2 separate regions of the Mus musculus genome follow, and region 2 is linked to region 1. Evidence: chromatin contacts called from public Micro-C data. All regions are on one chromosome and are shown on one strand. The core of a region is the stretch at or near the end of the contact, and the rest is flanking DNA. Distances in the headings are between cores, read along the strand shown.

What was found. A called contact is a pair of places that touch in the nucleus more often than the background predicts.
Region 2: a contact with region 1 is called in a Micro-C map of granulosa cells, with 2.8 times the contacts expected there. The contact joins two enhancer-like sites. A contact is called at or near these places in 6 of 484 Hi-C or Micro-C datasets (the 63-12 cell line, the HPC-7 cell line, granulosa cells and 3 more).

What each region holds. Positions count from the first base shown.
Region 1 is chr16:55,276,675-55,281,869 of GRCm38.p6, forward strand. The region is part of intron 2 of Zpld1 (zona pellucida like domain containing 1); the gene reads right to left. Among named protein-coding and RNA genes, the nearest start is that of Zpld1, 4.0 kb to the right of the region's middle. Within about 2 kb of position 2,222, at least 5 of the 459 cell types and tissues checked have an H3K27ac peak or open chromatin away from gene starts, as enhancers often do. A contact at or near this core is called in granulosa cells, where this site is marked.
Region 2 is chr16:55,450,057-55,455,370 of GRCm38.p6, forward strand. It overlaps Gm45968 (a long non-coding RNA gene), which reads right to left. Exons shown (of 6, transcript XR_001782016.2): 3 at 3,897-4,010; 4 at 287-389. Among named protein-coding and RNA genes, the nearest start is that of Mir5118, 42 kb to the right of the region's middle. Within about 2 kb of position 2,580, at least 1 of the 459 cell types and tissues checked has an H3K27ac peak or open chromatin away from gene starts, as enhancers often do. A contact at or near this core is called in granulosa cells, where this site is marked.

The sequences.
Region 1 (5,195 bases), core at 972-3,471:
AAGCTTCCAGGGTTGAGAACCACTGAAATAGAGGAATGGGTTTCTCTAGAATCGAGATTCTCTTTCTCTAATTTGAATTATTTGAAGGTTTTTGAGATTTCTTTTTATTTTTATGGACATTAACATTTTTCCTGCATTATGCATATGTATAGTGCACGAGTGCTCATAGAGATGAAAAGAAGGCATTGGATTCCCTGGAACTGGGTTTATAGATGGCCATTAACCACCATGTCCGTTCTGGAAATTGAACCCTAAGGTTCCGGTTCAGCCTTGCCTCCGGGGTGTGGGAAGAAACTCTGCTGAGCCGAAGAACACTACATGGAACACTAGACTGCATTTACCCTGCGTCGGGTGCTGGGTGTGCAGGAAGTACCAATACAATGCTCACCGGATGGGAAAACACAGCTTAAGAAGTGGGCTTCAGTCTGAGTGAGAAACACACAGCTGGAAACCACATGGAGGAGTTGGGAATGGTGGGGGGCCTCAGTTCTGCTAAGAAAACACCAGGACCAGAGGGAGGGCAAACTCCAGCTTAGCTCATCCTCGATTGTCAAAGAGCAAGGAGAGGCCTTCTGTGGGAGACTCAGCCACCATGGCTCTCTATAAACAAAGGCTTCCTCCATGCTCCCCAAGGCAGTTCTTGATGAAAGAGACAGTTTTTGGTTCCAAACTGTTTATTGGTTGTTGTGAAAAACGGGTGCATACAACTTCCCCAGGGTGGACCATAGATTAAATTCCTTTTGCAAGAAGGAATGGCCAGGAAGGGGAGCTCATTGGCTTAAACCCTTGGGGCCCATCTAGATACCTCCTTAGCATGGAGAACTCTGTTCTGGGCTGCATGACCATTGGTCACATCCCTATGTGGGGACTGTGGTCATGTGTTCCAGGCCAGGAATCTGGTAGGGAAGCAAGGAAACTCTGACAGTCCTCAGATGAGGGCCGATGTTTCTGAACTCACTCAACCTGACCAAGTTTCCTGGCACAGTTCACTGCCCCACTGAACCCAGGCCCTCTGAAAGAGCAGTCTGTGTTAACCGCTGAGTCATCTCTCTAGCCTCCAGTTTTCTGTTTTGTTTTGTTGGTAAATAAGCTTTATTTTTACCCACATAGTTAGACTCTGAACCCCAGTACAGAGGAACGCTAGTGCCAAGAAGTGGGAGTGGGTGGGTAGGGGAGCAGGGCAGGGGGGAGGGTATAGGGGACCTTCAGGATAGCATTTGAAATGTAAATGAAGAAATATCTAATAGAAAGAAAGAGAGAGAGAGAAAGAAAGAAAGAGAGAGAGAGAGAGAGAGAGAGAGAGACAGAGACAGAGACAGAGACAGAGACAGAGACAGAGACAGAGAGAGGAAGGGAGGGAGGGAGGGAGGGAGGGAGGGAGGGAGGGAGGAAGGAAGGAAGGAAGGAAGGAAGGAAGGAAGGAAGGAAGGAAGGAAGGAAGGAAGGAAGGAAGGAAAGGACAGTGTTCTCTATCACCTCAACTCTGCGGCTCTAGCCTGCCGGAATCAACCAATCAGCAGCAGACACACTAATGAAAATACTAGGAATCAATTTTCACATCTTTGGTATACTTCTGACAAAAAGTAAAAGCTGTTGAATCAAAATCATATTTATAACGGAACAGTAGAGAGAATTTTCACCCGGGGTTTGTTTCCAACATAAATACTAAATGTTTTTGTTTCCTTCAGATCCCTAACAATTCCCACCAAGGCTCATAAAGCCTATTGTCGTCTGCCTGATGATGTCAAGTTTGTCACTGACATCTGTCTTTCTGACATTGTTCAGAAAAAAAGCTCCAATTCTGTGACTCTGTGATATGGCTAAATAAATCAGTTCTTACTTGAGCAAATCCAGATTTCTGTTTCCCTCCACCTATCCGTCTATTCAAAGATTCTTACAACTGCCCAAGATAAGAAGTTATTTTGCATATCTTTATCCTAGCTCATTTTGGTTCCTCTGTATGAAGTCAGGAAAACAGATACTACCAGCTCACTCCACATGAATCTCTCTTTCTATTCTGCTTTTCAAGAGTCTTTTTACAGCTAACACTTCTTTCGAGACATTTCTCCACTAGTGCATCCCCTTCTCATTCTAAAGCAGATCGTGTTTTTCTCTGTGTTCCTGGAGAAGCTTGTGTCCCGTTGTATAATAGTAGCCCTGAAACTGTACCACACTGGGCTCACAATCTCCTGAAGTCGGTGTTATTGGTAATTCTTTGCTGTGGTATGTTAAACAGAGACCTTGGCTTTAAGCCATAGTCTGCTAGGTTCACTCCCCTACTCAAGCTTTGACCCTCAAAAGCTCTCCAGTCATTACCAACCATCTCCTCCTGACAAATGTCACCCTTGTGTGCTGACCTTTGTTTTCACTTCTAACAAATCTGTAAGTTACTTAAGAATGAAAACATGCTTTCATCTTCGTGAGTTAGAATCTAGCAGAGGACAAGATCAGCTACAGACTCTCATAAACTGTTTGTTAATGAATGATTATCTTTTAATCAAAGAAAATGTGAAAAATTGAATGAATCAACAGTTAGTCCTTGTCAAGAAAGTACTTTAGTGTTTAGTTATTCCATGACTAATGGAATTAAAATTTTCAATTTCATCTAAACATTAATCAAATTAAAACCCAATCATCTCACCAATAACTAGAAGTGATTTATATTGAGATAATATGCCTTTAATACAAAAAAGGAAAGAGAAATAGGATTTGTGGTGTGCAAATTGATTTAAAATTATGTCTATGTAAAACTCATGAATTAAAACTACTCAAATTTAGTTGATAAATTAACCTCATTTTTAAAAAATACTCAACTAGTATATTTAGGGTATGTACTTGATTAATTGATTCACTTAAAAAATTTCTTCAGCTAGTATTTTTGTGCCTCATAAACAATATCAATATTTATTAGCTGAAAGAACCCTAAATATAAATAGCACAATTTCTTACTAAATCTTTCTTGCTTTTAATAATGATGTCATTTATTTTGGTGGACTTGATAATCCAAGGATTTTAGAAACTAGAAACATATAATTGCACTGCAATTTTAAAGTTTATTCAAAATAAATTTCTGTTTAGAGTTTTTTCTGTATGTCAGAATTTAAATCTATGAGCACAAATACACATGAGTTTTAAATATAAATAAATTCAATAAATAATTTAAAAATCCATCAAGGAATACAATACCTAAAGTTAAAAAAATTGTTATAACTTACCATGTGTGATTTTCTATTACTTACATTTGAAATAGAAAAGTTGGCCATGATTTGTTTTGAACAACTTAATATTTTCTATCTAATGAAAGATGATTTAACATGAAAGTACAGTTCCTGAAACATCAATATTTCTGTCCTGTGGCACAATGATAAAGTGCTTAGCTGAGACATGGGTGGGGATGTGACTGGCTATGTCTAAGATAAGTACATTTAACAAACCTTACATCCTAAAATAAAATACCAAGTGGGCATCATTCTTCTCTGATGAATGAAGCAATTTTACATTAATGAGGGTAATGCCAGCGAAAGCTTCACACCCGCCTCATTCTATAGACTCTTAACTTTGTAAACAATAAAGCCACTGATTTTTTTTTTTTTTTGCATCTTTTCTCAGCTCTCATTTAGAGAAAGTAAAAATAAAAAATGTCGCTTAGATATTAGAGTCTGGGTAACATTTTACACACATGGTGACAGAAATCACTAACTGATCACAGAAATCTAGTTTCAGCTTAAGTGTCCTTGGGGCTTGGCAGTTTTGAGGTTCTTTTATTAGGTTCCATTTTAAGTGTTATTTTTCTAAAACATTTTAAAGACATTCATGCATAATTTTATATTTTGCAGTTCATCATATTAGTATATAATTTGTAAGTTCTAGACAGTTAATTTTTAAACCAAAGACTCACTCAACTGTGACCAAATTTTGCCCATAAACTACATTTTATAAGATCTGTGACCTGAGTAATTTCCAGAGTTTTAAATGTTTAAAAGAAGTAAAACAATAACATTTCATTTAAAAATTTAAAGCTACACGTGTTTATAATACACTGTTGCTGGAACACAGCTTATTTGTATACACTAGTTTCTATGGTTATCTTTGAGTTATAGTGACCGATAAGGGTAGTAGAGACAGATATTTACAGACTATAAAACATTTCCTATCTGGCTTTAATATGTTGGACTTGACTGAGATGATAAAAAGCAATTAGTATATGACTATGTACACATAAGTTTTAAATCTAGACTTTAGGATGCAATATATTTCTAAGAAATTTTAATTCAATAAGTATATTTCTATTTCTTTGCTATTAATTTTTGTGAGCCTTGGTGAAGGGCACTGGTCATTAGCCTCAGCATAATTTGCCTTCAGCATTTGGAAGAGTAGTGTTGAGCTGACAGAGTTGATGGGCTACTGACTAAGGTAGCTCTTTTCCTCATCACTGAAGAAATGGAAGTTGCCATGCTATATAATTTCCCACTTGAGATCACCTTAGACAGCTAATAACAATGAAGAATCACCCTAAGTTTGTAAAACTTCAGCTTAAGGCTTTCTTTTGCTGCATCTTGGCAAGGTTACAATATCTACTTCCCAGCTCAACCATTTTTGCAGTAAAAACAAAACACAGCAAACAAATCAACCCTAATTTATAGTTTTGAGCTAGTTTACTTCTCAGCTTAAATCCAGGAAGACAATGCATAAATCTGGTAAATTGGTCAACAATGGGAGTTTCTTGCAAGCAAGTACTACTTGCTTTTTATAGGTTTTTAGATAACAGAAGGTATTATCAATCTCTTCTAATGACCCTAATGGTACCCAGACCATTGAAAGTGTTACAGAAACATGAGAATCTTTAGAGATTTAAGTTTTGATACCAGAACATTATAGATTATAGTCCAAACATCTGCCCTTGATTCACCTGATCAAAATTTCCCTTTAAAATACAAAATTCTAGTGTTGAAATTCAGTTATTATTATTTGTGTATTATAAGGCATCTTTGGAGAGGAAAATATTAAGCTTCAAATGTCTTCAAGAGTATAATTTACTGGAATATCTAACCTGCTTTTTGTTACAATACTAGGCAACTATTAAGAATGATGGCTATATATTAAGGATGCTTCTTGAAAAAAATTCTAAAACAAAATTACATATAGTGTATTTTCAAATTTTTATGTTTTGCTAAGTATTATCATTGTAAATAAAA
Region 2 (5,314 bases), core at 1,330-3,829, 170 kb after region 1:
CTCTGCTTTGCTGTTCATAAAATTTTGCACACCTACAAAGTCCTCAGCAGTAACAAATCGGCCTTTCCTGCTGGATGACGCTCATTGTTTTCTACCCTCCAGGGATCTGCTGCACTGTCAAATAATGTTGTAGGACAGGATATAGGACAAAGCTTTCTTGGGTCTACTAACGTGTGGCTAACATGAGAAACTGTCACATACTCATTTCTGAACAACTCCAGGGGTTCAGGTTATCTTTTGTGATTTCTCCTTTGTCCCCTCACCCCAGTGTCTCATAGCTCCTTACCCCTGAGGTGTAAGTCTCAGATTGACTCACAAGCAGGCTCCCCATGACAACTTCATTAAATTATCAGAAGCTGGGTGACGAGCAGGCACATGTGATTCGTATCCTTGAAGAAAAGGTGAAGAGAGCCACAGCAGATGAAGAAATTGCCTCTAAATTCCCCAAATATTCAGAGTATAAGCTCTATGCTCTTGACGTTCTAAAAGGATTAAGACTAACACAATGGCTTTTAGTGATCTCAAAATATGATGTGTTTTCTGATGTTACCTATGACATGTCATCTTTTATACCTTACTGCATCCGCCAAAACTTCCATTTCCCTCTGTAATGTCAATTTGACTAAAGATGCCATCCAGTGAAAAGTCATAAAAAACATTAAAAAGCATTTTTTCAAAGTAAAAAAGTGTAAAATATTAAAATGCCTTCTGCTTAATTACTTCACTATTGCTGTGACAAAAACAAAACAAAACAAAACACTATGACCAAGGCTTATAATAGAAAGTGTCTAATTGACCTACAGTTTTAACGGGCTAATGGTCATGATAGCAGAACAAAGGCATGGCAGCAGGATTGGCTGACAACTCATGTCTTAACCCACAAGGAGGATGCAGAGAGAGAAACTAGGTATGATTGGAGTCTTTTTGAAACCTCAGAGCTCACCCCCAGTGACAGACCTCCTCCAACAAAGCTATACTTCCTAATAGCTCAGCAATAATCCCACCTCCTGGAGACCACGTACTCAGACAGATGAGCCTGTAAAGGCTTTTCTCACTCAAACCATCACAATTTCTTCCAAAAGTCCCATGAGAAAGCTCTACTAAAACAATAGAGGAAAATGAAAACTTTTAAAATATTCAAAAGCCTGGGTATAGCCAAGTAAACTACAGAAGACTTGCTCAAGAGAACTCAAGTGTATGTTGGAAATCTGAGTCCTCGGAGAGTCATTCTTAGCTTACTGGGGTGAACTAAAAAAGATATCTGAACACATAGAACAATACCTGTATATGAACAGATTGCACAAAAAAAAACTAGCTAAATAAGTAAAATATTAATGGTTTTCTTCATATAATCACATTTTAATCCATTATTCTTTCCCTTCCAACTCATATTTTACATGACAAGCACTCATTACTTTCATATTCAGAAAAATAAAGCAACATTTGAAGTGTATGCTAATAGATTCTCCCTCACCATAATAAAATAGATGCCTCCACAGTAGGCTTAAGGCCCCCCCTTTTTTTTTTAACCAAAGCCCCTTGGTGGAATAAACAGAAACTTTCAACTGAATCATCTTTCTTCTTTTTCCAAATAAATAAGCCAGCCCACTAAGTATTTTAATGGTATGCACAAACAGGCAGAACAGCTGGCAACAGGACAGCAAGCTTTCATCTCACTGCCCAGGAAGGACATTTGAGGAACTCGTGAAAAGTACCAAAAACAGAATAATTATCCAATATTCCCTTAGTGATGAAAGGTAGCTCTCTAAAGGCAGGAAGAACACTGAAATTTTGTTTTTTAATCAATGCACCAGGTAAGGAAGCATAGTTAAAAAATAAAAATAAATAAATAAATAAGAATATAAAAAAAGAGGTTATCTTGAAACTACAGCAATTAACCTGCCCATGTCCACCACTTAGCAGAATTAGTTTACCTGCCAAACTCAATCCGCTGGACTTCTTCTAACGTTTTAAATGTGAACAAACCACCATATTGAGCAGTATGTCAAGCAAACACTGCTAGTATCCACTGCGTTTTGTCTTTCCTAACCAAATTACTAGGAACTAGTTTGGGTTTTTAACCCTTTTTTTTTTAAACTGACATGTGTATTGATTCTCATGCTCTTTATGTCAAAAAATGTTAAACTTTGTAACTTAAAACTCCCAACCACACTAGGGAGCTGCCAGGGGTTATTATCAAATGCCACTAATATAATTAAATAGCAAGGATTAAACAAAATGTCAGCCCTTGGACCTTATGATAATCTAAAATGGTAATTGTCTGCATTAGTGATACTCAGACAATGATGCACTCAATCCTTTAAAATCTGAAGTGACCTTTTCTACAGCTTCTTAGCAAAACTGGAAAGAAGCTGCAATTAGAGTAGCAAGACCGTGTTAGTAGCCTCCATCTTCCTTCAATCCAAAACAGTCAGAGATCCCAGAGAAAAAAGTCCTTTAATTGAAATTAATTCCTACTGACCTCCAGCAACTTCAGCAAAGCTCAAAATACCAGATAATAGTATGATTAATGCTTTAATCTCATCACAAAAGAACGTTGAGCCTGTTAGAATTGCTCATCCCTTTCTTGGAATTTATCTAATTTTGTTTTCCTGAAGTCAAAACAGTTGCCTGAAGATAGAAGAAACATGTCTAGCCCAAAAATGTGCTTGCTATTTCCAGCAAGACAAGGCAAAACTGAGGAATCAAACTTAAAACACAAAGATTGTGTTTGAATCTGAAAGGGGCTGCCTTCAGTTGCATGGTGCTGTGTTGTTTAACACACACTGAAGGCCACTTGTTCTTAGTAAAATGCATGAGGACTGCATAAATCCATGCCTTTGAAGACACTCTCTGCTTCAGTAGTACTTAGCATCCAAGGGGATTTAGCCCATGACTGCAGCATGCAGTAAGAGAGGACAAGAATATGATGTCCTCACCCTACATGTTTTCTTTGAAATAATAGCTACTTCAATTCACACCTGCGAGAGATCAAGAATATGGATCACGCTAGTCACAGAGTAATGAACAGTATGAATAATGAATAATATGAAGAGGATTCTGAAAGTAAGAAAAGATTCCCTTGAAAGGCAGATCTCATGTGGATGAATGAGAAAGGAAGGCTGATTGTTAGTCACAGTTCTGGCCCCTAGTTCACGTTTGCTTATCTTCTACTTCTTACTTAAATTTAAAAGACATTTAATTTTTAAAATAAAAAGACACCCCCTTTTGGGAAAGCATCGCCTTCCTACTTCTCCTCTTCCCACCATGATACAAAACTCAAGGAATTGGCTTGGATTAAGAAAAAAGAAGGGAGTAGTTCTCAGCAAATACCCAGGAAGAAGCTAGAGACGAATAGCTGAGACCAATTGATGGGGAAAGAACCCATCTGTCTCATTAAGGTGCAAACCTTAACAATCAGCTTCAGAAGTCTAGACACCTTGCTCTCCCACACCATTCTTAAAGCAAGTAACAGCCAGCCCTAGTGTGCTAGCCATCAGTACAGCCTCATTTATATGAAACAGATGACAGATAAGTCAGGAGAAATTTACTAGGATAGGATACAAAGAAGATTTTTTCAGTAGATTCTCAGAAGCCCAAAGCTACACAAAATCTTAAAAGTCAAAATTATATCCAATATTTTAAACCTTCTGATATATATTACAATGAAGGACAAAACCCGGGGTATGTTTTGAGCTCATTTTGAGTCCAAAGACCTCATGGTTCTTAACACTTTTGTTTCTCTATATTAACATAGTACTTAACACAAAAATAAATTAACTTTTAGCATGGTAAAACATGGTCCTCCTGATTGAGTCTGAATCCCTCAAGAATTTACACAATGGGGCTTGTATCTTTCTGTGCTCTTCAAGAAGTGTCGGTTCTTTTCAACCTACTTGACTCTTTCCAAATGTCTCCAGAAGATGCCATCAAAAGAAAAACATTTAAGTTCTATTTATGATTCCCTCTGTGGTTCAGATATTGCATACAGCATGCTGTCTTTCCCCCTTCTGCAAAAAAAAAAAAAAAAAAAGTAAAGGAATTGCAAACTTCAGAGAAAGCATCCAAAATGTGTGTCTAGACTGGATTTTCGTTTTGGCAAAATGAATAGTCTGCCATTTCTCTATGGAACTCAAGAAGATTCTCCTCAAATTTTCCATTTCACAAGCTATAATACAGGTGTGTATATATATATTAATTCTCCCCACTTTCTATCTAAGCTTTTCCTTGGAGTGCCCTGAAATCTTCCAAACCAAAGCTAACATCTGGAGTGCTAGGGAGAGGAAGAGAGGGCAATGTTAATGTTGGATGAATAAGTAAGGTTGTTTCTGTTTCACTAATAAAGTCTAAACAGAGAGGTCAGTAGACTATCATGGATATGAGACCCTCAGTCAATGTCACCTCTTTATCATATACTAGTTTAAAAGTGTTTTGACTTATGGATTTTTTTCTACTCCTCACAACAAGCCAGGGCCTAGTGGGTATGCAGCTCATGATGGGAATCGCCACAAGCTGAGCTTTCTCCCTTCAGTAGACCTGGAATGCTCACTCCACAGATGTCACCACCATATCCTCCTGCTTAATGAAAGATCCAAGGACTTTGGAAGGAATGCAAGTGTGGCAACTTGGATATGCCCCAGTGGACAGACAGACTGCTGTGACAGCAATGGCCAGTGGGCTAAATCCCAGTGTCAAAGTCAAACTAAGCACAGCCATAGACGCATGAAGAGATGAAGCATCACGGGCTTTCCCATAGGTCCAAGATAGATATGAGAATGGGATGCTGTTCATCTGTCTAGGATGCTGAACCACTGCAATAATAGTACAATTTCTTTTTCAGTTTTTCACATCTCACTGGTAAAGAAACATTGGAAGGTATATGGTATGCGTGGAGGTAAAAACACTAACATAGGGGTCGTGTGCCTACACATGTTTCATTAGTAGCCCAGTTGTACGGCGTCAGGAGGAAGGTCAATGATTTTCCCAAGCATCATAAAAGTAAACAAGTTAGTAGTGACAATGTCCCCTATCACATGTTTCATTCTTATATTTAGAATTGGCTTCCACCTTAAAAGAAATTTCACACATGGAAAAAAAAAATTAAGTGAATTAATCTTTGTTGTTAAGGACATAGAGGACACTTAAAATTAATGGATATTCATAATCATTTAACCATTTTTTCTTAACAATATCTTTGAAAGGAGAATTAGTACCTTCAACTTCACTTTGCAGAGAAGTAACTGAGATATGGCGGTTTATAAATTAATGCATGTGACAGGACTTGAAGGAATGATCAGTCACATAAAAAAATATA